Linked DNA regions of Sus scrofa: regions 2, 3, 4, 5 and 6 are each linked to region 1. A link is a contact called in public Hi-C and HiChIP or PLAC-seq data. All regions are on one chromosome and are shown on one strand. Each heading gives the region's core, a stretch centred on a gene start, on an enhancer-like site or on the middle of the called end of the contact. The rest is flanking DNA. Distances are from core to core; before and after follow the strand shown.

What was found. Hi-C and Micro-C count contacts between places; a contact is called where the count stands out from the background. HiChIP or PLAC-seq counts read pairs in DNA pulled down with a chosen protein or histone mark.
Region 2: a contact with region 1 is called in an H3K27ac HiChIP or PLAC-seq map of skeletal muscle. The contact joins two enhancer-like sites. A contact is called at or near these places in 1 of 47 Hi-C or Micro-C datasets (embryonic fibroblasts) and 2 of 2 datasets of contacts at active chromatin or transcription factors (alveolar macrophages and skeletal muscle).
Region 3: a contact with region 1 is called in a Hi-C map of liver, with 4 times the contacts expected there. The contact joins the promoter of LYSMD4 here to the enhancer-like site in region 1. A contact is called at or near these places in 4 of 47 Hi-C or Micro-C datasets (embryonic fibroblasts, fetal heart ventricle, heart right ventricle and 1 more) and 2 of 2 datasets of contacts at active chromatin or transcription factors (alveolar macrophages and skeletal muscle).
Region 4: a contact with region 1 is called in an H3K27ac HiChIP or PLAC-seq map of alveolar macrophages. The contact joins two enhancer-like sites. A contact is called at or near these places in 4 of 47 Hi-C or Micro-C datasets (alveolar macrophages, embryonic fibroblasts, fetal heart ventricle and 1 more) and 2 of 2 datasets of contacts at active chromatin or transcription factors (alveolar macrophages and skeletal muscle).
Region 5: a contact with region 1 is called in an H3K27ac HiChIP or PLAC-seq map of alveolar macrophages. The contact joins two enhancer-like sites. A contact is called at or near these places in 2 of 47 Hi-C or Micro-C datasets (embryonic fibroblasts and mesenchymal stem cells) and 2 of 2 datasets of contacts at active chromatin or transcription factors (alveolar macrophages and skeletal muscle).
Region 6: a contact with region 1 is called in a Hi-C map of liver, with 2.1 times the contacts expected there. The contact joins two enhancer-like sites. A contact is called at or near these places in 1 of 5 promoter capture datasets (liver), 6 of 47 Hi-C or Micro-C datasets (embryonic fibroblasts, fetal heart ventricle, liver and 2 more) and 2 of 2 datasets of contacts at active chromatin or transcription factors (alveolar macrophages and skeletal muscle).

Annotation. Positions count from the first base shown.
Region 1 is chr1:138,339,576-138,343,917 of Sscrofa11.1, forward strand. No RefSeq gene overlaps it. Among named protein-coding and RNA genes, the nearest start is that of MEF2A, 57 kb to the right of the region's middle. Within about 2 kb of position 2,121, at least 76 of the 83 cell types and tissues checked have an H3K27ac peak or open chromatin away from gene starts, as enhancers often do. A contact at or near this core is called in alveolar macrophages, embryonic fibroblasts, liver and 1 more, where this site is marked.
Region 2 is chr1:138,118,470-138,122,811 of Sscrofa11.1, forward strand. The region is part of intron 5 of LRRC28 (leucine-rich repeat-containing protein 28); the gene reads left to right. Among named protein-coding and RNA genes, the nearest start is that of LRRC28, 120 kb to the left of the region's middle. Within about 2 kb of position 2,437, at least 1 of the 83 cell types and tissues checked has an H3K27ac peak or open chromatin away from gene starts, as enhancers often do. A contact at or near this core is called in skeletal muscle, where this site is marked.
Region 3 is chr1:138,565,549-138,569,890 of Sscrofa11.1, forward strand. LYSMD4 (lysM and putative peptidoglycan-binding domain-containing protein 4) reads right to left here and starts at 2,022. Exons shown (of 3, transcript XM_001928238.7): 1 at 1,917-2,022; 2 at 430-719. The coding sequence starts at 2,007.
Region 4 is chr1:138,164,721-138,169,062 of Sscrofa11.1, forward strand. It overlaps LRRC28 (leucine-rich repeat-containing protein 28), which reads left to right. Exons shown (of 10, transcript XM_001925096.7): 9 at 1,976-2,135. Among named protein-coding and RNA genes, the nearest start is that of LRRC28, 170 kb to the left of the region's middle. Within about 2 kb of position 2,206, at least 7 of the 83 cell types and tissues checked have an H3K27ac peak or open chromatin away from gene starts, as enhancers often do. A contact at or near this core is called in alveolar macrophages, where this site is marked.
Region 5 is chr1:138,187,549-138,191,890 of Sscrofa11.1, forward strand. LRRC28 (leucine-rich repeat-containing protein 28) reads left to right here. Exons shown (of 10, transcript XM_001925096.7): 10 at 2,169-4,342. The coding sequence ends at 2,241. Among named protein-coding and RNA genes, the nearest start is that of LRRC28, 190 kb to the left of the region's middle. Within about 2 kb of position 1,978, at least 14 of the 83 cell types and tissues checked have an H3K27ac peak or open chromatin away from gene starts, as enhancers often do. A contact at or near this core is called in alveolar macrophages and skeletal muscle, where this site is marked.
Region 6 is chr1:138,489,957-138,494,298 of Sscrofa11.1, forward strand. The region is part of intron 6 of MEF2A (myocyte enhancer factor 2A); the gene reads left to right. Among named protein-coding and RNA genes, the nearest start is that of LYSMD4, 75 kb to the right of the region's middle. Within about 2 kb of position 1,880, at least 1 of the 83 cell types and tissues checked has an H3K27ac peak or open chromatin away from gene starts, as enhancers often do. A contact at or near this core is called in liver, where this site is marked.

The sequences.
Region 1 (4,342 bases), core at 871-3,370:
GGTGGGCAGTCTGAGCTGAGTCTTCTGTGCCCCAAAAGGGTCAGATTCTGCCAAGGGTAGGAGGTGGAGTGGAGCAATGAGAGTGTGAAAACCTCTTTCAGAACACCATGTTCTCATTGTCCCTTTTCTCCTTCCAGGATGAAGAGCAGGTGGGAATGAAGGAGCCACTGCTCACTGTCCACCCACCTCAGATCATAGACTGTGAAGGAAAAGTGCCAAACTCTTCTATTTTCTTGGAGCAGAGAAGTCAAATCCAGCTGGCTTTGCAGCCTCTGGCAGGTTAAAAAGCATGCATTTCTACTGACTTGCTGAGTTACACCCAATTATAACCTGTTTTAAAAAAACCTCCCTGCAAGTCCCTGCTGCTGACTCCTCCGAATGCTGACACTGTGGGGCTCTGTGCACAACTCCAGGTTTATTTCCCAGTATCTGGTGTTTCTGTGTCGCTTTTGTGCTGGGTTCTCCCAGTATATTGCCTTGTCCTTGAGGGAGGAAGCCTGCCAGCCTCCAGCTTCCTTTGTAACTTCCCAGTTCCTCTGCCCACAGCCTCTGCAAATCTGCTCACCCACCCCAATCACTTTGTCTTAAAGTGCTCTGGGACTGATTTTCTCATTTTCACTAAGTGAAAATAACTCTTTGGCTTCGTGTCCACTGCATAGGTACCTCTGGGGGCAGAGGTCGGCAGTGTGGCCATAGAAACTCCAGAGGCCAGCAGCCTTCAGGATGCAAGGACCGCAATGGCTCACCTAATGACCTCCCGCGACAAAGCCCAACACCCTCCAAAACAGAATGGCTGTCTGTGCCAAGCACATCCCCTCTGTCCTGCTCTCAGAAAAGGCGGTACGCACAGTGGTTAGGAGTTCAAGGGCTCAGTGCCCTCCTCTTAAACCTTAATCATCGAAACTACTTAAACCGTCATTTTAGTGCTTAAGCTTCCCTTTCCTATGTAAAATGGGAATAGAAACTTATTCTAATTCCTACGCATGTTGCAAGGAATACTTGAACTATCGTACGCAAACCATTCAGCACAGTTTAGCGCTCAAGGCTTACTAGCTGAGCCTGTTTGTAATTAGCGATTACTAATGGTCAAGATTTGTAGGTTCTCTCTTCTGGGACGTGGGGAGCTTCGCTGGCCAGCGCGAAAGATGCCGCCTGCCATCCAGGTCCCTCCAAGTTGTACTGTCTGGGGGCCGGGTCCGAGCCGCCACGAAGCGCCAGGGGCCTGTGTTCCATTGTGCTTGCTCAGTGAGGGTGACCCAGTGGCCGCCCAGGCGAGGGCACAGGTGCGTCCTGTCCGCAATGAGGGCGTGGGCGCGGGCGTGGCGAGCTGAGACCTGGGGGCGCCAAGCGTGTCCCGAGGGTTGGGGTCTGGCCACGGTTCCAGGAGCCCGGCAGGGGGTGTCTGGCCGCTCCCGAAGGGCGCCGCCTGGCACAGCACTCCGGGAGACTGCCCGACTTGCGCCCCGCCCCAGCCCCGCCCCCGGCACCCCGGGTTGGCTGGAGCGGGCAGCCACGCGCGGCGATTTGCCACGCGCCGCGTCACTGGAGCCGCTCCCGGCCCGGCCCCCACGGCCGGTTGGGGAGGCAGCGGCGGGGGAGGCGGAGGCTGCAGGGCGCGACGCCGCCGGGCCGCCCCGCCCTGGGAGGCGCCCAGGCCCTTGTCAAGTGACCAGTATCCCTTCCAGGAGAACACGGTCCTTCAGAGGGAAGCAAGCTCCAGCCCGTAGCCCCGGCGCCAAACCGCCGTCATCTCCTTCCTGTGCCGGGTGAGCCGTCTCTCACCCACCCGAGAAAACATAGTCCGCTCCTCACGTCCTTGTGGGGTAGTGTTCGCTTCCAAACATTGTGACCCTCTTTGCCCGCACCCTTGTCTTCCCTACTCTAAGTGCTCTACTATCCACCAAGAGGGTAAATCAGCTCGGAGAAGAAACCTTAAGGGAGAAGCAAAAGAGGGAGCAAGGGGAAAGGAGGGAAAAGGAGGAAAAAGCGAGGTCGGCGGAGGGACACTGAGTCCATCAGCATCGTGCGCACGCGCGCTGGAAGGAACGAGTTCCGGCCCGGCCGGGGCCTGCCTCCTAAAAATAGCCCCGGTGTGGGGATCCGTGCGCGGGCGTCCCGGCGAGTCCCGGGCTGAAGGAGGCGGCTCCGGGCGGCGCGGAGCGCTGGTGGCGGGCCCGGGCTGCGGCGTGTGTGTGCCCGGCAGCTGCGCCTAAGACGTGGTGAGGACTGCGGGCGGCACGGTCTGGTCTGCGGGGCCGGCGTCTCAGCGAGGGAGCCGGGTCGGGGCTGGGGGGCGCCGGGGCGAGGGGCGGCGCGGCCCCGGGAGGGGCGCCTGCGGGGCTCTGGGGACGCCAGGACGGGGTGGCGTCGGGCTGGCACAGGGCCGGAGCCGAGGTGCGCCGCGGCGGGGCGGGTGGGGTGGTCGCGTCGGGTGGGCGCCGCGGGGCGGGGCGCCTGCGGGTGTGGGGGCGGGGTGCCCCGAGGGCGGGCCGGAGGTCTGAGGGGTGTCTCGGGCCGGTGGAGGCAGGCTGGGCCGCGCGGGCTCGGCTCGAGGAGCCTCCCTGGGTGCGCGGCGCGAGTGGGGCTGGGGGCGGTGGTGGACGTCGCCTTCTTGAAAGTTGAAGGAGTTCCCTGGGGCTGGGAGACTCTGGAGTAGGGCGGGGGACGCCCGAGGACCCTTTTCTTCATCCTGCCTTACGAGGCCGGGGTCCACCCGAAGGGCCTGACCCCTGGTGTGGAGGGGCGTTCTGCGCCCTGGTTGGATATGAAGTTCCCCCACTTCTGGTTTGGGAGAATGTTGGTCTAACGGAGCAGAACATGTAGGTCCAAGCTCTCCGTGTGTGTGTGTGTGTGTGTGTGTGTGCGTGTGTGTGTGCGCGCGCGCGCGAACCGGTGGCCAGGTCGCCCCAGGGTTCCAGGAGGTGGCCCCGGCTTGGGGGAGCACCTGCCCGTGCAGACGCCCCACCGATCGGCGAGACGTCTCGCGGACAAGGGGCTGCAGAGGGAGCTGCTCGCTGCCCCTGAACATCCACCCAAGTAGATCCCGGATCGCACGGAGGGTTTTGTGAGATAGAAACTTCGCCTTTTAGTTCGATTCCACCCGTCTTTGATAAGTGAGGATTTATTAGTAGGTGAGATAGTGCAGACAAGTTTGGAAAAGATGAATATTTCTGATTTAGAAAAACAAGGTTTGTTTTGTTTTGTTTTTTCCTTTTAAAATGTAGCTATAAAAATGTCCTCAGACTTGAATGGTTCCTGAGATAAGCGAGCCTCCTGTCATGATCCAGGAGGGAACTGTATTGGAGAAGAACAGCACAGTGTTAATCTGAGTTTTAGTTTACTGTGAGATTTTGATCCCAGTAAATGTGCTTTTAGAAAGGCCTGCTGTGCTGTGTTAACAAGAGTGTGTGTATTTTTAAACACGTATTGTCTAAAGTTTTTTAAGTTATAGCACAGCATTTTTTTTTGTGTCTTGTATCTGTTACTGTATGAAGAGAAGGGTCTCTAAAGCTGTAATTAGGTGTACATTACACAAGAGCACTTTCCCTTTAAGAATCCAGCTGTGTTGTTTTGGCAACTGCCAAGTACTCCAGTTGTCAGTTTTAAAATCTGTGTTACCTTGGCAGTACTTGAACAGTCTGTGGAAAAGGTAAACAAAATAGCTTAAAATTTTTTTTCCCCAAACACAGAAATGGCATTTGTTTAGTAGTATGAATTTAGGAAATGAGGATAAAATAACCATATTGTGTTATTATGGCTTTTGTATGTACACTTTATGGTTTTGTTTTGTTTTTTTGGTTTATTTTTGGAGGGCTCAGTCTTTACTTTTTTTTTTTTCTGTGAATGGCAGCTTTGTTTTATGAAAAAAGTCACGTTTTCACTCAAGTGGATGTAAATTTTAGTTTTTCTTTGTATCAAATGTAACGAACACATGTTAAATGTCATGTAAAACTAATTAGTTCTGTATGATGATGCACTGATTCTGGAATTACTTTTAATTCTCAGTGAACACTGTAGTAAAAAGTTGTAATAATGGTGTTACAATGAAAATACTTTGAAGAACTAGTGATTTAAATACTTTGTAGACAGTCTTCAACAATTCTGTTGGAAGCCCACGTCCAGTAGAAACTTATTTACTAAAGCAATCAGTGACCTCTCTAAACAAAATAATTTGCTTACCTATTTCATTTAATTCACACTCTTGTTACATACTGTGGTTTTATTCATATTGATAAAAGTGATAAAATTATGTTTAATTCCTTAAATTACTTCCCAGCAAGAGTTTTTTTCTCCCTCCCCCCTGTTATATTGTTTAGGGCAGTGAGTGAGTGAGTGGTGGCAA
Region 2 (4,342 bases), core at 1,187-3,686, 220 kb before region 1:
CCAATAAATTTTGATGTTATATTATTGTTTTCATTTGGTAAAAACATTTTATAAGTTTCTTCTTGATTTATTTTACTCACAGGTTGTTTAGAAGTATATTAGGGATTTCTCAGATTTCTTTCTGTTACTGACTTCTGTTTAATTCCATTTTGGTCATACTTTATATGATTTCAATCCCAATCCCTTTATATATGAGACTTGTTTTATGGTCTGGGATATGGTCTGTACTGGAGAATATACTATGTGCAGTTGAATATGTATTCTGCTGTAGTGTTCTGCAAATGTCAAATTAGGTCATCTTGGTTGATAGTATAGTTTAAGTCTTCTATGTTCCTGCCTATTTTCTGTCTAGATGTTCTGTCAGTTATTGAGAATGAGGCATTGATGTCTCCATCTATTATTGTTGAAATGTCTACTTTTCCTTTACGTTATGTCAGCTTTTGCATTGTGTAATTTTGGGTTCTGTTTTTAAGTGTGTATAGTTATAAATCTTATGTCTTCCTGAAGCATTGATCACTTCACTGTTAAATAAAATTTTCCTGTTTGTCTCTTGTAATATCTTGTGTCTTAATGTCTTTTTTTTTTTCTGATATGAATATAGCCACTCTATTTTTTCTGGTTATTTTTGCATGCTATATTGTTTCCATCCTTTTACTTTCAGCTGTTTGTACAGTTGAATTTAAAGTGTGTTTCTTATAGACAGTGCATTGTTTTTTATTTAATCTGACATACTTTCATTAGATTGGTTGTTTACTCACATTTAATGTAATTGTTGATATGGTTGTATTTATATCCATCATTTTGCCATTTGTGTTCTACACATCTTATATCTTTGTTAATTGTACCTCCTTTATTGCCTCCTTTTGTGTTAATTAATATTTTTAATGCATGATTTCAGCTCCTCTGTCTGCTTTTTAAACTACGTATTTTTAATGAGCTTATTTGTGTTCTGGGAATTGGGATAAGCATTTAATAAATTACCATTTATTTCTGATTAAAACTAACAATTCTGGTAAATTTTAGAAACTTTATCCAATATTGTCCCACATCTTCTCCTTTCCTTTCTGCTATTACTGTCATATATATTACATGAATACATGTTATGACTCTGTAATATAATTTTACAATTATTGCTTCATATAATCTTGTATCTTTTAAAGAAGTTAAGAAAAGAGAAAATGATGTATTTATAGGGTATTTTCTGTCTACCCGTATTTTTGCCATTTCTGGTACTCTTTCTTTCTGCATCTTTCTGTCTTTCTGTGTCTGTGTCTGGTATCTGTACTGTGATTATCTTTATATTGCATTTATTTTAGGAGGATAGCTTTTGTAAATATAGAATTTCTCATTTATAAAGCTTTTATTTTCTAGCACTTTGAATATGTTATTTTACTGCCTTCTGGCTTCTATTGTTTGTGGTGAGAAGTTAGGCTTTTGCATGTGAGTGTGTGTTTATTTTTCCTGTAAACATGACAAATCATTTTTCTCTTGCTGCTTTTGAGATTTTTCTGGTCTTCCACAGTTTGATTATGATATGTGTAAGTGTGGATCTCTTTGTGTTTATCCTACTTTGTATTTATTTGTCTTCTTGGATCATTAGAATAATATTTTTCATCAAAATTGGTATTTACAGCAACTATTTTTTTCAAATATTTTTTTCTCCCCTTTATCCTTTTTTTTTTTTTAAATGGGAATCCCATCACACAAATATTTGTGCAGTTGTTTTTGTCCTACAGATTTCTAAGGCCTTATTCACTTTCTTCAGTCTTTTTTGCCTGTTTCTATTTGGATAGTTTTTGTTATCTGTTTATCACTGATTGCTTGTCCGCCTATTCAAATCTGCTGTAGAGACTGACTAGTGAATTTTCCTTTTCACTTGTATTTTTCAGCTCCAAAATTTGTTTTCTTCTCTTTATTGAGAATAAGTTTTCTGTTTTTCAAGTCATTGTCATAGTTTCTTCCAGTTCTTTAAACTTGTTCTTCTCGTTCTTTCAACATAATTAGTATAGCTGCTTTTTATTATAGCTGCTGACGCTGTCTTCTAAATCAAACGTCTGCATCCACTTAGAATCAGTTTTTATTTACTCATTTTTTTCGTGAGTATGGGTTATACTTTGCTGTTTTATTGCAAATCTTAGAATTAAAAAAAAAAAAACCTGCATTTTAAATACTGTATTGTAGCAACTCTGAATCCTGATTATTTTTTCCTACATGAAGATTGTTGCTATTGTTGCTATTTATTTGTTTGTTTTTCTTAGTAATTTGCTTGAACTAAAACATGAAATTCATTTCCCCACAGTGTGTGACCGTTGATATCTTTATTTGGTGGGGCTTTATTATTATTATTTTTGTTTTAACTTTTAAACCTTTCTGTGATTTTTGCCCTGTGTCTGTATAACTTAGTGGCTGAACACCTTAAGCCAATAAAGCTTCTGTCCTCTGTCAGTGGATCTGTGTGTATGTGGTTTCAGAAACACATTTAGCATTTAGACAGTTTGCAGGTTTACCCCAGCTATAATTTTCTGTTGGACCCTCTCTTTTCTCTTCTGTGCATGTGAGCAACTTCTCTGTAGAGCTGGGATTGGAAATAGCTTCAGCCCTCTGGGGTCTCTTGAGCCTCTGTGGTGTTTGCTCACCACCTCCTGTCAGCCTCAGATATGTGGAGAGACTATCAAATGTCTCTCTGACTGTTTTATAACCCCATTCCTTCTTGTTAACATTCCTGGCTCATCTGCTTATTCCATTGCTTGCCCTAATCAGAAATACCCCTCAGCCTCTCCCATGTTTGCTTGTGACCAGGATTACTGCTTATGGAGTTCCTGTCGTGGCTCAGCAGTTAACAAACCTGACTAGTATCCATGAGGACGTGGGTTTGATCCCTGGCCTTGCTCAGTTGGGTTAAGGATCTGGCATTGCCCTTAGCTGGGGTGTATGGCATTGCTGTGGCTGTGATGTAGGCTGGCAGCTACAGTTCCATTTGATCCTTAGCCTAAAGAACCTCTAAATGCCGGGGGTGTGGCATTAAAAAAGACCCAAAAAAAGAAAAAAAAAAAAAAGGCAAGATTGCTACTTATAATAGTACTGGATATAGGTTTTGCACCTTTCATTCCACATCAACCCTCTGACTTTTGTTCCAAGTCAGCCTACTCCATCAGTAAAGCTGCAGGTTTTTTGCAGCCTGCCCTGCCATGTTAGAACTATTGTCCTAACCAAGCTAGATGAGGGAATGGGAGCCACCCTAAGGAAGCATGCTACTGATTTCTCTCTTCTTATCTGAAGTACAATAGTTTTTCATGAATAAATTCTTCTCTATTTTTTGAACACTGTTAAGTCAATTTCCAGAGTGTTGAAATGGTTGCTTTTGATAATTTTGTAAAATTTTATATTTGCTTCTTCAGAGAGGATTTGGCATCCTCCTCACTCCATCATACTGAAAGTTACAGCTTTTGTGGGGGGGGGGCATTATTTGCATGGCATAGGTTTTCTGTTATTTTATGTTTAACTTGCCTATACATTTATATGTAAAACAGATTCCTTTTAAATAGAATGTACTAAGGTCTTGTTTTTAAATCCAGTCTGATAATCTCCTTTACTTGGTGTTCTCAAGCAGTTTGCTTTTAATTTATTATTGATCTTTTTAGATTTAAGCCTACGGTTTTGTTTTGTGTGTCTGTAACATCTTTTTGTTTCTTTGTTCCCTCTTTCCTGCCTTTTTTGGTATTAATATATTTTAGAATTCTGTCTTCATTTATTGTATTTTGGGGTTTATTTTTTTAATTTATTTTAGTTACTGCTTTAGGTATTACATTATGCATATCTTTCAAAATCTGCTGTGAACTATTTTCACTTTCCCCCACTGACCTTTGTGTTATTTAAGTTGTAGCTCATGTATTGAAATGCTTTCAGCAATTATATATAACAAAGAACTTAAAGGGAGAAAAGTGATAATTTATTATATTTACCCAGATATAATAACTCTTAAATTTGAAGATATAATAGCTAAAACTTCAAACATTTGGTGAAAGACATGTGTTTACAAATTTTAAAAGCTCATCAGATCCCAGAAAGGATAAATTCAAAGAAAGCCATTTATAGATACATTATAATCAACCTACTAATGACTAAAGATAAAGGACAAATCTTGAAAATGCCCAAAGAAATAATGATTCAAGTAACTGCGGATTTTTCCTTAGACATCATGGAGGCTAGAACACAGTGGAAAAACGTCTTTAAAGCACCAAGAGTAAAGAATGAGCAACACTGAATTCTCTGTCTAATGAAAAGAACCTCTGGAAATTACAATGTTATACAGACATTCCCAGATAAAGGGAAACTGGGAGAA
Region 3 (4,342 bases), core at 772-3,271, 230 kb after region 1:
GCACAGGGAACTATATCCAATCACTTGTGATAGAACATAATGGAGGATAATGTGAGAAAAAGAATATATATATGTATGACTGGGTCACTTTGCTGTACAATAGAAATTGACAGAACACTGTAAATTAACTATAACGGAAAAAATTACAATCATAAAATTAAAAAATAAATCTAAAAAATAAAATTAACGTAAAATCAGAAAAACATTTTCTAACTAATCCCCTCTCTTTATGCCCCAGGGTTTAGAATGGAAGGTACCTGCCTCCCATCTCTAGCTAGACAGGGCTATCCTTTGCAGCAGGACTTCTCCCAACCACTTCTGGCGGTCAGGAAAGGGTAGAAAGTTTCCCTAAACTTCAGGGAGCTCCTCTGCTTTTCTAAACACAGGTGGCAGAGGGCAGGTGGCACTGTCACTTGTGGGGTTTCTTACTTTGCAGCCATACTGAAGAGCCAGCGTGTTGAGGCTGTCCTCCTGGGCCAGCTCCCGCTGTAGCAGCACCACATCCCCTGCTCCAGGCTGGTGAGACTGGTGGGCACCCTTCTTCTGGCGCTCCTTGCCCCGAGGCCGCAGAGCCACCCGGTGGGACTCTTCCTCAGAGGAGTCCCCCGAGTCCCCACTGCCATTCTCAAACATGTAAACGTGGCTGGTCGGAGTTCTACAGACACTGGCTGGGCCTCGGAAGGTCTTGGTTAACACTCCCTTCTGCCTCATTTTCTTAACTGAAAACCAAACCCCAGGGTTAATTCCACACAAGGCATATTCATTCTTCCGTGGCTACACTGATGATAATTGTATCCTTGTTAGAAATGACTCCTTTGCCTAGTATTACAAATTGGCAACACATACCGTCTGTATAAAACAAATGTCAAAACACATGTTTATGCTCAATGAGATGAAGGGAGAGATAGGCAAATAGAAACACTTTCCCCCCCAGCTGCATATTTTTTTTGCACAGAAAACAAGAGTCCCCTTTTTTTGTCCCCTTATTCCTCATCCACAGCTACATGTCCTTCAATCCCACACATGCAGAGAAACAACTTTTCAGTCCCAGAGAAGTAAAGCAACAGCTGGGATCACTGCCAGGAGAGGTAAGGGCGGTTCCCAACTCCCTTCCTTGCACTGAGAATCTTAAAACTCAGAACTTTTGCTCGAAAAATTCTTACTCAATACTTCAAGCATTCCCAACTATCTTCACTAAGGTCAAGACTAGAATTCTGAGACTCCGCTTTTGAAACTGTATGAATTCTATCACACTTGAGGCAAGTTAGGGGGAGGATCCCCACCCAACTAGGAAGTTCGTCCAGTCTCTCACAGGTCCCTTTGCCTTCAAGTGCCTCCTCACACCTGGTTTTTATCATCACTTCCGAACCAGCATAGAAGGCACAACACAGCCCTAACCACTCCAAGTTGATGGAAGAACTTCCAGAAGTGAAAACTCACACCGGGTTCCTTCCGAGGCAGAGGGGAGCAGACCCCTAGGGAACGAGTGGCCCTGGCGCGACCCCCACCTTGCCCCACTCCCTCCCCTCCCCGCACTTGGAGCTCGAGCTCGGAGGAGCAGGGAAGCGACCACTCTCCTCGCGCCCGCGGGTCGCCCCGGCGGCTCGCAGGCCTGCTTCCCTCGGAACTCCTTTCGTGACACGGGGAGGGGGAGCCCTCAAACAGGAGCCGAGTGAAAAAGCCCAGAGCGGCCCACCCCTATGCCAAGACCTCCGAGGCCCCAACTTTCCACAAAGGCACGCCCTCCGACCTCCGACCTCCGACCTCCAACCCCAGAAACCTCGGGCCAGCCCTCCACGTCCTGGGACGCCCCACCTCCAGCGGCAGCAGGGCAACCTCTGAGAACCTGGAGCCATAGCTCGCCACCCGACAGACAGACAGGCGGGGCTACCCAAAGAGCCCATGCGGCACCCCACCTGGACCTCGGATTCCCTCCCTCAGAGCCGGGCACCTCACGTCCGGGATCAGCCGAAACCCGTCGCCGCTGCTGCCGCCGCCGCAGCCCATTGGCTGCGAAAATCAGCTGGTCCTTGGGAGGTGGGGCCGGCCGAAGCAGCCAATGAAATCAGCGGTGGGCGGGGACTTGGCCGAGCCCAGCTGTGCTGATGGTCCGCACAGGACCTGCAGAGAGATAGGCCGGGATAGGGGGCCGCGGCGGGGCCTCAGCTCCAGGACCTGACCCCTGATGCAAAGGCTCGCCTGCCCCTGCTGCATCGGCTCTTCCAGGCTCCAGTTTATGCCTCGGCTCTAGACAATCAAACCCTTTGAGTCTCCCTTCGGGCTTTCCACTGAGCCTCGGCTTTCTCAGTAGTAGAAGAGGACTTTGGCCCAGACCTGGATTCCTGATCTGTAACGAGAAGCTCGCATTGCCAATGGAGTGCCTATCACCAGCTGAGGCCTCCGGAGGAGAAGGAACTCCTCTGGTCTGAGGGGTCTCGCATTCTGAACCTTCCCGGGCCAGAACGCAGGAGGAATTTGCTCTGTCCCGCCCCCCGCGCACGAGGACAAAAAAGTCCATGAATGTTAAGACCCTGAACCGTGACAACAGGGACTAAAGAAACACAATTTATCAAATGTCAGATGGCTGAGACTCCTTAAGCTTAAAAGTGATGGATGAATTCTTTTACACACTAAAACACAAAGGTTTAAAGCTTGAGCCCAAAAAAGGAAAGCAAAATTAAATAGCAAATGGTAGGCGTTCCCGCTGTGGTGCATCGGGAGCAGCGGCATCTCTGGAGTGCTGAGACACAGGTCCGGTGCCCAGCCCGGCACATGGGGTTAAGGATCCTGCATTGCCTCAGCTGTGGCGTAGGTCACTTGGATCTAATCCCTAGCCGTAGGAACTCCATATTGCCCGGAGGCGGACAAAAAAGAAAAAAGAAAAACAAACAAACAAAAAAACCCCAGTAATCTTGTGGGGGGAGGGATGCAGCAAAATATTAGAATTTTATTAATCTTAAATAATAAACACGCTAAGATCCAAGTTGTGAAATGGATGGAGAGCATGAGCAGACAATTCTGCACAATCAGAACACAAATGGCTAACAGGGAAGAGAAATTAAACCTGGAAGTTTGCTTGTGGCTCATCGAATTAAGAATTCAGTGGTGTCACTGCAGTGGCTCCTGTCACTGCTGTGGTGGAACTTGCATCCCTGGCCCAGGAAATTCCACATTCCCCAGGTGCAGCCAAAAAGAAAAAAGAAAAAAAGAAATTAAGCCTCACTAGCAATCAAATTAAGCAAGAAAGCAAAAGGATTAAAAGAATAAAATCTCAGAAACCTCTTCTATGACTTTCCATCCCACTTAGAAGAAAAGTCAAGTGTTTTTTTGTTGTTGTTGTTATTGTTGTTGTTTTATTAGGACCACACATGCAACATAGGGAAGTTCCGAGGCTAAGAGTTGAATCAGAGCTGCAGCTGCCTGCCTATGCCACAGCCATAGCAATGCAGGATCCAAGCCACCTGCAACCTACACCTCGGATCACAGTGGATCCTTAACCCACTGAGCAATGCCAGGGACCGAATCCAAGTCCTCATGTATATTAGTCACGTTTGTTACCACTGAGCCACCACAGGGACACCTAAAAATCAAATTTTTTATATTGGCAGTCACAGTCCAGGATAGTGTGAGGTCTGGGAAGCATTCTCTGCCCCCGTAACTATTTCTTTCAGCCACACCCCACTTTTCTCTGGCCTTTAAACACCCAGCTCTCCTAACTGTGGCCCTTCACAGGAATTTCCTTCTCTCAGCTGCTGGCATGGCTAGACTTTCTGACTCTTAGGCATCAATGAGTCACTTTCTCAGCAGGGCCTCCCCTGTTCCCCTGTATACAAATGTCCTCCCTCTGTGTCTGTCAGATCATTCTGGTTCTTCATTGCACTTCCCACTTAAATTACTTGTTTTATTGCCTTTGCTCCTAATTATCATCTCTGTTTCGCTCACCATTCCTAGTGTCCAACTCAGTGCCCACTTAGTAGGTGCTCATTAAGTTGTGGTTTAACAGGAGAGACATTAAGTGACCAACTGAAGTTTATAGGAAGTGGCAGCACCAACTCCAAGTCCTAAGACCCCAAAGGCCCAACCATCTGGCCCAAAACACTGGGCCAAAACACTGGATTTGGCAAGACTAGGAGTCAGAATTTAATAAAGGTGTCACTAATGAGAGAAGAGTCGGAAGAGAACGGCAAAGCTGAGTTAATACAGCTGTACCCTGATCAGTTATGGTTGCTTCTTTCATTCAGCATGTCCAGTAAAAAATAAATCCAGACTCAGAAGGGACTTTCTTCTAAAGGAGTATGGCAAGTGGAGAAAGAGGGTGTTATAACATGAGGAGAAGGCCTGT
Region 4 (4,342 bases), core at 956-3,455, 170 kb before region 1:
ATATTCAAAGACCTTATCCTTCAAGTAGAGTTGGAGTCTTCTTCCAACAGGGTAGGGCTTGTAGTCTCCTCACATCTGAGAAAGTTATATACCTAAAGGGAAATTAATTTCGGGAACCTTTGGCAGTGTTGCCACACATGCCAACTCTTGGTTTAGAAAAGATTTGGCATTGTGTATATGTCATAGGTGTTGTAGAGTGAATATCTTAAAGCATTAAGAGTGCACTAGGCAAATTAATAAGAAAATTTATTTCATGTGATTTTAAAACTGCTAAATGAGGAGTTCTCATCTTGGCTCAATGGTAATGAACCCAACTTGTATCCAAGAGCTTGGGGGTTCAGTCCCTGGCCCCACTTAGTGGGTTAAGGATGTGGCATTGCTGTGGGCTGTGGTGTAGGTTGCAGATGTGGCTCAGATCCCACATTGCTATGGCGTAGGCCAGCAGCTGTAGCTCTGATTCAGCTCCTAGCCTGGAAACATCCACATGCTGAAGGTGTGGCCCTAAAAAGAAAAAAAAGAAAAAAAAAAAAAAAAACCCTGCTAAATGTGTTATCTTTGCTTTTTAAAATAAAGGGGGTCCGTACAAAAACATTTAATAGCGACTTCCAGGAAAGTCTCATACGTATTAAGTTGTTTTTTAAAACTAAACAGAAAACTGAAGTCATTTACCTATGAGTAAATTACATTTTTCAAAATGGCTATTGATGTCTGAACAGATATAGAAGATGATAAGGTAATTTGTATTTCCTTCTTGAAGATGATTCAGTATTTTGGGATTTCACCTCATTCTGACTATTTCTTTTTCTTTTTCTTTTTTTTTTTCTTTTGGTCTTTTTGCCATTTCTTGGGCCGCTGCCACGGCATATGAAGGTTCCCAGGCTAGGGGTCGAATCGGAGCTGTAGCCACCGGCCTACGCCACAGCCACAGCAATGCGGGATCCGAGCCACATCTGCCACCTCCACCACAGCTCATGGCAACGCCGGATCCTTAACCCACTGAGCAAAGCCAGGGATCAAACCCGCAATCTCATGATTCCTAGTCAAATTCGTTAACCACTGCGCCACGACGGGAACTCCCCTGACTATTTCTGTCTCTCCTGAATGTTTACTATCAATAGCAACCCTGTGTAAATTTGCACTCAGGATTGCCTGGGTTTTTTACTTTAAACGTTTCTTCTGTGTAGCTCAGACTAAATTGGGAAGGAGGCACCCTGTTTTTATTAATGACATCTCCTGGGAGTGAGGCAAGGAAAAGCTTGGTTTTATTATTTTTCATTTTCTTTGATTTCTTTGTTTCCTCTTTTATTCTTTTCATTAAATATAATTTAGCTCAATAGATTCTAAATGCCCAATAGATTGAGGAAGAACTTAATAAAACTTAGTTTTAATCTTCTGTCCTAGTCCTTTTTTTTAGTTCTCTGTCTCTTATAGAAGTTTACAGACCCTTTCTGGGTAAACTTAATGCCTTTATTCTTAAAAAATATTTGACTTTATTCTTTCCTTGCCTCCACCACAGAACAGCTTCTAGTTGCTCTTGAAAGAGTAGATTTAGGTTTTCTCTTAGTATCAAAAATGTAAAAAATATCTTTCATTTCCAAATTATATTATGTTTTTATTCAGTACCTGTCAGATAACAGATTTTTCAACATGCAGTTCTTTTTTTAAATGGCTGCACAGGCAACATGTGGAAGTTGCCAGGCCAGGGATTGAATCTGAGCCCCAGATGTGACCTATGCCACAACTGTGGCAACACTGAATCCTTTAACCCCCTGAACTGGGCCCGGGATTGAGCCCACACCTCTGTAGGGACCCAAGTTGCTGCAGTCGAATTCTTAACCCACAGTGCCACAGTGGGAACTCCCAATATGCAGGGCTTTTAACTAATTGAACTTACTAACGAAGAGAAATATCTTAAGAAGCCTTGTTTAAGGAAATCTCATTTTTCATTTGTGTATGATTTTCTGTTGTGTTCCAGATTTGAACTTTCTGTCTCCAGTCTCATTACCCAGAAGTCTCCTGGAGCTGCTGCAGTGCCCCCTCGGGCACTGTCACCGGTGTAGTGAGCCCATGTTTACGATCGTCTACCCCAAGCTCTTTCCCCTGAGAGAGACACCAATGGCAGGGCTGCACCAGGGGTAATCACACCTAAGTGGGCACCAGGGCTTACAGCGGGGCATGGGGGTGGGGTCATGGGGAGTGACGGAGGATGTGCATAGAAGTGTGGTTTAGTCAGCAGCCTTAAATGGGCATAGAGTGCTTCCTGCAACAGAGCTAAATGAAACGAATGCACATTTCAACATCACAAGAAAACTGGATTTCCCTTTATTACAGTTTTGGTCTTTTACAGAACAGTTTTATTGTATTTAGAGTAGCTCATTCTTTGTAGGATTGTTTTCCTGCTGTTCTTCTATTCACAATAGTCTTTAGGCAATAAGCAATGTAAGAACAAAATATTGGTTATGTAATGGGTCCAGCCCGGCCCTTCTATTTAATTCACATTGCTAACTGAAAGTGTGTGGCTGAACATTGTATGTGTGTGTATTTCTGTTTTGAATTGCTAACCCTTCCAAATGGCAATCTCTTGCCACTCTATTTCTTGGCACAGTGCCTTGAATTTGCTAAGAATGTTAGCTAAGTAAAAAACCCCACACTGGTAGTTTAAAAAAAGAATACCAGACAATTAAAAATAGGACATGAAGGGATGTTCCCTGGTGGTCTAGTGGTTAGTACTCAGGGCTTTCACTGCTGCGGCCTAGGTTCAATCCCTGGTCTGGGCACTGAGATTCCACATCAAGTCACTGCATTCCATGACCAAAAAAAAAGAAAAGAAAGAAAGAAAATAGGACATGAAATGAAAAATCCCCCATTAGCACAACCTCAGCTTATAGATTTTCTAAATTTAGGATCTTCTAAGTTTGCGTGTTTCAAAGTTTTAAAAAAAAAAAAAGGTACTATGATACCTCACTTATCCATCAAATGTGGTATTTTGGGCTAGTACATTTCCCAGATAACTTGTTACCCCTATTCAGGCCAAGAAGTGTTTCCTTTGTAATCATTTTTGTAGAATGAGAGCGAGCGTGGGCAGGGTGCTGAACCTCTCTGAGCCTCAAAATGGGGCTAGAACAGCCTGCTGGGCAGGGCCGTCTGAGGATGAAGGCAAACACCTGGCACATAATGGGTATTCTGCACATGGTAGTTACCTTTTCCATCTTTCTGCCCACTCCTTCCCAAAACTGCATTTATCTTTTTCTTACCCTGAATAATCCTCTTTTGCTATAAACTTCAGTTTCTGTTTCAACTTTCTATATTTTTAATGTTTCCTGCTTTACTTTGACTGCCTATAGAAGCCCTCCTCCAACCCTTTCTGATTTGCTACTTATGATCATAGGTGATCAAATCACCAAATTTAGCAAGTTTTGTTTAAATTAGAGTTGAAAGGACTGAGTCAGAGTTTCATTATGTTACTCCATGGATAAAATTAACAAATACGCATATATGTGAGAAGCCACAGAGAATAGCGGTCAGGTGCACAGGCCCTGATTCTGACTCCTCCCCTGGGAGACCTTAAGCAAATTACTTAACTTCTCTGAGCTTTATCTTTTCATCAATAAAAGAAGCGTAGTAATATCTATTTAAAAAGTCATTGTGAGGGTATCATTCATAAATGAGATCATTCATGTACAGAGCCCAGAATGGTGCCTGGTGTGTAATGAATATTAAGTAAATGTTAACCCTATCTATTTTTGTAGCTCAGACTTAAAAATTTATTTCATGTATGTGTCTTTAGCAAGTGATCTTCATATTAATAAGACAGATGATAAGAAAATCTTAACTAATTCATTAATCTATAGCAAAATCCTTCTTCATTGTTGCACACCTTCCTATAGAAGACATTTTCTTACTGAAAATATGAAAATGAAAACAATTCAGTATGGTAAGGATGCTGTCTTAGTAGCTGATAAATAAATACCTATTTGAAAAGGTAAACTTTTTTATCATGGTAATTGTGGAAATAAAGTAGATCCTTCAGATGAAGCCATGTTTGTGTAATCTTCATATGAAATTTGGGAAACTTGTTCAGTAAGTATTTGCATATTCCATTTACTGCTACTTGTTTCTCTGCTTCAACCTAAAAATTCAGTGTGACTATCTTATATTGTTTTAGAACATAAATATAATAGCATTAGTAAAATGAGTGTATCAAATACATGGGACTTAGGCAATGCCATTTTGTTGAGCAAAGCCAGAAGTGCCTGTTTATAGGAAAAATGAAATACCAAGATATAAACATGGCTTTCTGTGGCAATTTAATGCTAAGGTCTGAAATTGAGAATTGGTGGCT
Region 5 (4,342 bases), core at 728-3,227, 150 kb before region 1:
TCTTAACATTGAAAACCCAGAATCTGCAATCACAGTTAAAACCAGCAGCCTGGAAGCAACTGGAAAGGGGTAGAAGGTAGATGAAGCATCTTCATAGGCCCATTTCCAGAGCTCTGTCACTGTGTGGTTGTTCACTGAAAAACCCTGCTTGCAAGCTTGTCTTTATTTGACTGAACTTTGAGGTCAGTCAGAGTTCACCAGTGCAAAAAGCCTCTTCTCTAAGGGTATTTGTCAAAAATTTTCAAAACAATTACGGGCAAATACTTAACTTCACAGATGCCTGAAACTGTGGATAACTGTTGCAAATAATACACTAACCATAAAGCTGAAGAGGAAAATTGGGGGAATGAGTTTTCCATAAGGGCTTTGAAAAGCACTAACATAATGATGGGAGTATGTAAGGCCATGTGCATGCATAAGGATGTGAGCATGCTCAGAATAGTCCCAAGAAGTCCCCAAGAGCCCACCTCTCCTTGAAACTGAGATTTTCTGCAAGCAGGAAGTAAAGGCTAAGGCAGAGTTGTCAACTGCCTGGTTGGTTGTCAAAATTGTTACTAAAGCCTAGTGAGGACTGGAGCCATACAGGAGGGTCCATCCACAGGGACGTTATCCTCACATCAGCCAACCTAGTTGGAACAAGTTGATAAGGGAATCCAGGATTAGTTCAAAAATCTAAGAACCCATAAAATTAGGTCTAGCGCTTGTCTTGAGATTTTTATCATCCAAGATGAGATAATGGCAAAGCTTTTAGAGAATTACAATGGCCCACAGATCTCACAGAGAAACGAAATGATCAATGTTTGCCAGAGACTTGGCAGGGAATTTTTTGGGGGGGTGTGCTGGCTGCAACTGGACACAAGGAACTTTTAGGGATATGAGAAATAGTTTATATCTTGATTGTGGTGTTAAACAATTGTAGTTCAAAACTCATCAGCTTCAAGTGAGTGAATTTTATTATATGTTTGTATGTAACTATACCTTTATTAACTAGATCTTTTTTAAAAGAGAAGAAAAAGGAAAATATTCAGCTTTTCTCTCTTCATGCCCTTCTCCCTCCTGCTATGCCTCCCACTGGCCTAATTCAGCCAGAAACCAGCAACCAGGCAGCTTTGCTTGTAGGGTCTTTAGATGTCACCTTCCTGAACTACAGAGAAGGGCAAAGACTGAGTTAGGGGGTGGGAAAAATAGAAAACAGTTGGCACAGGGGGTCCAATGAAAACGGCAATAGGTTACATTCTCTTCTCACCAGAGGATAGCACTTCTGGTGGGAAAACAAGTCATCTAACTGCTAGAGCTGCACAGAGTGGATCAGAGGGCTCATGACTTACTGAAGAAAGTTGCCAAACAGGAATTTGAGATAGAACTCCTCTGCTCTGTGGGAGAAAATCCTCAAAGTCTGTTATTCAGATTCTGAAATAACCTCTTTAGTAACCTGCAGAAATACATTCGTAGGATAAATTCCTTACAACTATGTTTGTTTGTTGGTTTTTTTTTTTTTTTTTTTTTTTTTTTTGGTTTTTTTTGTCTTTTTGCTATTTCTTGGGCCGCTCCCACGGCATATGGAGGTTCCCAGGCTAGGGGTCTAATCGGAGCTGTAGCTATTAGCCTACGCCAAAGCCACAGCAACGTGGCATCCGAGCCGCGTCTGCAACCTACACCACAGCTCACGGCAACACCGGATCGTTAACCCACTGAGCAAGGGCAGGGACCGAACCCGCAACCTCATGGTTCCCAGTCGGTTTCGTTAACCACTGCGCCGCGACGGGAACTCCAAAACTATGTTTTTTTAAGTTCTGTGTGTTTGTGTGTTCTAGATAAATTGGTGACGTTTTCTGCTACGTGATTTTTTTTATAATGTATTTCAAATTTTGTCATTGTGCTGTTGGTTCTAATAAGCAGAATTCAGACTGTAACATGCATGAAGCTTATTCTTCCTCAGCTGCCAGCATAGGGATGTTACGTCATCTGAAAACTGCTAACCAGATGAGCATGTGCATGACTCATCTGATTTCATTCCTCAGTTTTAGAAGGAATTTACATTTCTGTTGTGTACTTGGTTGACCACACCTAGTCCTTTATTTTGACAAGAAGACTGTCTCTAATGGAAGGAATCCTGAGACTTTCCTCTTGAACTCACAGTGTCCTTCTCTCCCTCTTTCCCCTTGCAGGAGGGCAGCTGTTAGTTTTGTGGCTTATTGCTGCTCCACCCAGTGCCTGCAGACTTTTGACCTACTGAGCTGATAGACACTCAGGAGCCTCAGGAGTGTTGCCAGCTTGACACTGCAGTCTCCTGCAAGTCGCACATTGTGCAGCAGCGGGACAAAAGAGCCCAGCCAGACCAACAGATCCTATCATCCTGCCCTGTCCTATCCAGCTCCAGGATTGCAGAACCTGGAAATATCTCGATAGAGCTTCAGAGCCGAAATGCCTTCACCCTGCCCCCACGTCGGAATATATCCTCCCTCAAATTAAGGACCCTTTGTCTTCTGTGTTTTTCTTTCTCTGGAAGTGTGTCTTGCAGACAGAGTATTTACTTTGATACACCTGCCCAAATCTAATGTAGAGGAAGCTTCAGTTCCCTGAAAAACTCTGTTCATAATGTAACTAAATCAGTTTTTGGACACACATACCTTCATTGCTACCTGTCATCTTCTCCTTTCTCTTTCTGTCCCCAGAGAATTATTTCCCCCAGAGGTTATTCCTCATGTTTTTAATGAATTTCAGCAAACCCTACAAACCTCAGTAGTATTGAAGAGCAGTGGAGGGTGGACTAGGTAAGGACAAGAGTGCCTGAGTTGGCAGCCAGTTAGATGACAGCAGAGGCTTCACAAGGGTGCCCTGGAAAGTTACAACCTTGTTTGTAAACCTTTGCAACATATTAAGAGACTTTTATGAGGGGTTTTAAAAATAAAAATGTAGATTATAGATGAAATACACACTTATTTTGGAAGACTATTTACAGAAAAATAATTTTTGAACTTTTTATTTTCTGATAAGATTTTTTTTAAAGAGAAGATTTTGAAGATATTTTGGGCTTTAAAAGTTCTGATCCTTTTCTTTCTAGATTTGAACATTTTCTGGCTACTGAGAAAGGGAGAGAAAAATCAAAATATGACTTCCGGTGTTTCATTAGATGGGTTTATGTTTAAATTTATATTGACTTTGAAATATTTTTATTACATCAGATAAACAGGCTTCAGCTACTTCTGCTACTAGTTTTTAGCAGGTTGATTCTAAATATAGCCTGTGCACTGTTATTTAAATACCTGGTGCATTAGATAATCTACATTTTGACCCTAGATTTCTTATGTGCTTGACACACTGTTGTCCAGATAACATTGAGAAAAGTCGGGAAGAGCAGGCTCAATTCAGCCTTGGGCTTTTGCAGAAAGGCCACAAATGGAAAGTGTGAGATTATGCTCTGACAAAAGATAAAGCTTTTAATGGAGAATTCATGTATTTGTTCCTCCTTTGAAAGGATGGCATTTTCATGTTGCTTTGCTGCCAGATGTTCATCTGGTTGCTGTGAAGTGATTGTTTTTTTACTTTATAAAAAAAAATATTTTTAATTATGGAGATTTCTCTGAGGCCCCAAGAAGGTTTACTTGATAAGAAAATTATTTCAAAAAATTTTGGACTTGTCAAAAATTTGCTTTATTGAATTTTATTAACTGTCCTAAATCTGTAATGCTAGGCTCTCACAGTGCTAAAAATCCTGCATAGTTACTGACAAATGTGTGATCTTTTCACAGTCACACCACCTGCTGCCCAGAAAGCAGACTATCCACATAGAATGGTGAAGGCAGAACATTACCAACTGTATTTCCACTGTTCTTACTTCCTCTGTCCCTTTCATAACTTGGCCTGTTCAGCCTTAATATTTCAAAGGCTTGTAGTATAATAGGAACTGAAGATCTATCTCAAAATGTAACGCTTATTTGATCCTCTGGAATAATTGAAGTTTTAGGGTAACCTCTACATGTATATAAATTGGGAGATGAAAAATGTGGTATGAAATTTTCCAAATGTGGTTTAAGCCTAAGTGGCTACTGCTATCTATCATTAAGTGACAGTAATATGTTTCAACATCTTTCTGCTTCACCTTTACAATCATATATCTTAAAATGGAGCTATGAAATTGCTAACCTGATATTCAGGCTTCTGTTGAAATAAGGATATAGATACTTTTAACTTGTTGGAAATTTTACAAAGAGAGTAACAATGCAAGTAGCCTCTCTGTACCTTTATAAACAATATGTGTTGACCTCCAGCAGTGGGCTGGGCAGACAGCCTTTAGGTGGTCTCAACCTTAATCATTGATGGAGCACCCAACAAAATTGAT
Region 6 (4,342 bases), core at 630-3,129, 150 kb after region 1:
GTGGCAGTGAATTTTGTGTTTATAGTACATGCACAAATAAAATATATGATAACAAACAACAGAGAGGGGAAATATGATCTTATAGGTCTTTAAACATGATGTGGTATATTTTCAAAGGTAAACTCTAATTAAATGAAGATGTATATTATAAACCCTAGTACAACTACAGAAAATAAATTTTAAAAAGGTATAAATAGTAAGTCAATAGAGGAGATAAAATGGAAATATAAAGTATGCTCCAGGAGTTCCCATCATAGCTCAGTGGTTAATGAACCTGACTCTAGTATCCATGAGAATGCAGGTTTAATCCCTGGCCTTGATCAGTGGGTTAAGGATCTGGCGTTGCCATGAGTTGTGGTGTAGGTTGCAGACACAGCTCAGATCCTACATTGCTGTGGTTGTGGCCTAGGCCAGCAGCTACAGCTCCGATTCAGCCCCTAGCCTCAGAACTTCCATATGCCATGAGTGCGGCCCTAAAATGCCAAAAAAAAAAAGAAGATAAAAATACACTCCAATAGCCCAAGAAATGGGAGAAAAAGGGAAAAACTGGAACAAATGAAATATAGCTAGCAAGATTGTAGATTTTAATCCAGCCTTACAAGTAAATGTGTTCATAGACATCAGCCAAAAGACAAAACATCAGATTGGTTGAATAAGGAAGATCATACTGTACATTCTAAGAACCCTACTTTAAATATGAAAGTCATAGATAAAAGGATAGAGGGAAACATACCATGCAGACATTAACAAAAAGAAAGTTAGTATAGCCATATTAATTTCAGACAATGTAGACTTCACAGTAAGGTATATTATCAGAGGTAAAGAAGGACATTGCATAGTTCATCTACCAAGAAGAATCTTTAATGTATATGCACCTAATAGCAGACCTTCAAAATACATAAAGCAAAAACTGAGAGCTGAAAAGTGGAAGAGAAAAATCCACAGTTGTAGTTGGAAACTTCAACACTCCTCTCTCAGTAATTGATAGAACAGTAGGCAGAAAATCAGGAGTCTAGGTGACCTGAGCAGTCTTCAACAGACCTGACCTAAGAGTTGTTTATAGAATACTCCACAACAGCAGAACACATTCTGAGACACTTGGGCACTTGAAACATTCATAAAGATAGGCCAGATCCTGTGCCATCAAACAAACCTCAACAAATTTCAGAGAATTGAAATCATACAGATTTTAGTCTCTAACTGTAACAAAATCAGTAACAGAAAGACAACAGGAAAATCTCCATATATAGAAATTAAATAACATACTTTTAAAATAGCTCATAGGTCAAAGAGGAATTCTCAAGGGAAAACTTAAAAAAAAAGTGTATGTATACACACACACACACACACCACACACACATATATAAAGCACTGGGGAGTTTCTGTTGTGGCGCCACAGAAATGAATCTGACTAGTATCCATGGGGATGTGGGTTCAGTCCGTGGCTTCACTCAGTGGGTTAAGGCATCACTGTGAACTGTGGTGTAGGTCACAGACACAGCTCGGATCCCACACTGCTATCTGTGGCTATGGCGTAGGCCAGCAGGTACAGCTCCAATTTGACACCTAGCCTGGGAACTAGGGGGTACGGCCCTAAAAAGCAAAAAATAATAATAATAATAAATTTAAAAATTTTGAGAAATACAACATTGCAATTTTGGGGACAAGCGAGAGTAGTGTTGAGAAGGGAAATTCATAGCATTTAAATGTTTATATTAGAAAAGAGGAAGATCCCAAGTCAGTAAGCTTTTACTTTAAGAAACTAAAGAAAGAGAACTTAACTCAGAGCAGCTAGAAGAAAAGAAAGAATGAGTAGAAATTAATGAAATTTAAAGCAGAAAGACGGTAGAGAAAAACAGTCAAACCAAAGGCTAGTTTATTTTAAGAGATCAATAAAATTGCTAAATTTCTAGCCAAGATGACCAAGGGAAAAGAGAACACAAGTTAGCAGTATCAAGAATGAAGGAATTACATAACCCAAAAAACTCTGAAAGATAACACTACAATTATTGTACAAAAACAACAAAACAACACTGTAGTTAAAAGTGGGGCAATGGGGGGAATACTACAAACAACTCTATTCTAATACATTTGAGAGTTTAGATGATATGAGCAAGTTCTCTGAAAGATACAAATTACCTAAGAATTGCCAGACTCACTGAAGAAGAAATAGTTAAGCCGAATAGTAAATATCTATTCAAGAAATTGAATTCCAGGAACTTCCCTTGTGATGCAGCTGGCTGAGGATCTGGTGGTGTCACTGCTGTGGCACAAATTTGATCTCTGGCCTGGGAACTTCCACATGGCATGGATGGAGCCCAAAAAAAGAAAGAAATCGAATTCCAATTTTAAAACCTTCCAAAAAAGAAAACCAGACCCAGATAGTTTCACTGGCAAATTCTAGCAAGCATTTAAGAAGAAACGGTATCAATTCTACATAATTTCTTTCAGAAAAAGAGACAAGGAGAGAATACCTCTGAACTCATTTATCAGACTGGCATTACTTAATACAAACCAAAATATTCCATTATAAGGAAAGAAAACTACAAGCCAATATCCCTCATGGACTCTAGACATAAAATGCTCAAGAAATAGTAGTTTATTAGTAAATAAATTCATCATTATATCAAAAAGGATAATATTTAAGACCAAGTGGGTTTCATTTCAGGAATACAAGACTGATTCCAAATTTGAAAATTCAACAGTGTAATTCACCATGTTATCAGAATTCAACTTTCATTCATAATAAAAATAACTTCAAATTACAAAGAAACTTTTTTAACCTAATAAAGAGTATTTGCAGAAATTCTATAACTAATATGCTTAATAAGGGGAAAACATTGTTTTTCCATAAAATAATATTAAGAACTAGGCAATTATGTTTATTCTCACCACCCATATTCAACATTGTACTGAATGTCCTAGATGGAACAAGGCAAGAAAAATAAGTAAAATGCATACATGTTGGAAAGAAAGAAATTAAATTGCCTCTATTCACAGAAGATACAATATCTGTGTAGAAAAGCATAAAGAATCTATGTAGAAAAACAACTCCTGGGATCTTTCAGTGAGTTTAGCAAGGTCGTAGGGTACAAGGTCAATTTATATTCTTGTACCAACAGTGAACAGTTGGAATGTGAATTTTTTTTTTTTTTTTTTTTTTTTTGCTACCCGTGGCATATGGAGGTTCCCAGGCTAGGGGTCTAGTCGGAGCTATAGCTGCTGGCCTACACTACAGCCACCGCAACATCAGATCCAAGCCACGTCTGCGACCTACAACTCAGCTCCCGGTAACGCCAGATCCTTAACCCATTGAGTAAAGCCAGGGATCAAACCTGCAACCTCATGGTTCCTAGTCAGATTTGTTTCCGCTGTGCCACAACGGGAACTCTGGAATGTGAAATTTTAAAATACCATTTAAATATTCAAAAGTAAGAAAAATACCTACAATTCTAACAAAATATATGCATGGTTTTCATGCTAAAACTATAAAATGTTGGAAGAAATCAAAGACTGAAATGAACAGAGAGAAATGTCACGTTAATAGGTCTGAGGACTTAATATTGTCAAGATGTCACTTCTTCCTAAATTGGTTGATATATTAAACACAGCACCAGTTTAAATCACAGCAAGTTTTTTTGTTTGTTTGTTTTTGTTTTTGTTTTTTTGTAGCTGTCAATAAGCCAATTCTAAAATACATATGGAGGAGTTCCCTGTGGTGCAGTGAGATAAGGACTCAGCATTATCACTGCTATGAGCACAGACAAAAAAAAATTTTTTCTTTTACTTTAAAAAATATGTATGGCAGAGCAAAGAGCTATGAACTACAATGGCCAAAACAATTTTGAAAGAGCAGAATAGGAAGATTGACACTACCTGGTGTTGAGACCTACTATAAAGCTGTGCTAATGTTTGGTACTGGCAAAAAGATGAGCACATAGATCTAAGGACAAAACAGAGAGCCCAGAAAATAGACCCATACAAATATATTCAGTTTTGTTTTGTTTTTTTTTACAAAGGAGGTAAAGCAGTTTAGAGGAGGAGTAAGGATAGTCAATACAACTAATGATATTATAGCAATTCAGTATCCATATGCAAAACAGAACCTTGATGTATAATTCATACCTTATATAAAAATTAACTGAAAATGTATTAGAGATTCAGATATAAAGCATAAAACTCTGAAACTTTTAGAAGAAAACATTGGAGAATTACAAAACCAAAATCATAATCTATAAAGAAAAAGATACATAGTTATTACCAAAATGTAAGTTTTACTATGCGAAAAGCCCTGGTCAGAGAATAAAAAGAGAATTTATAGATTAGGAGACAGTATTTGCAA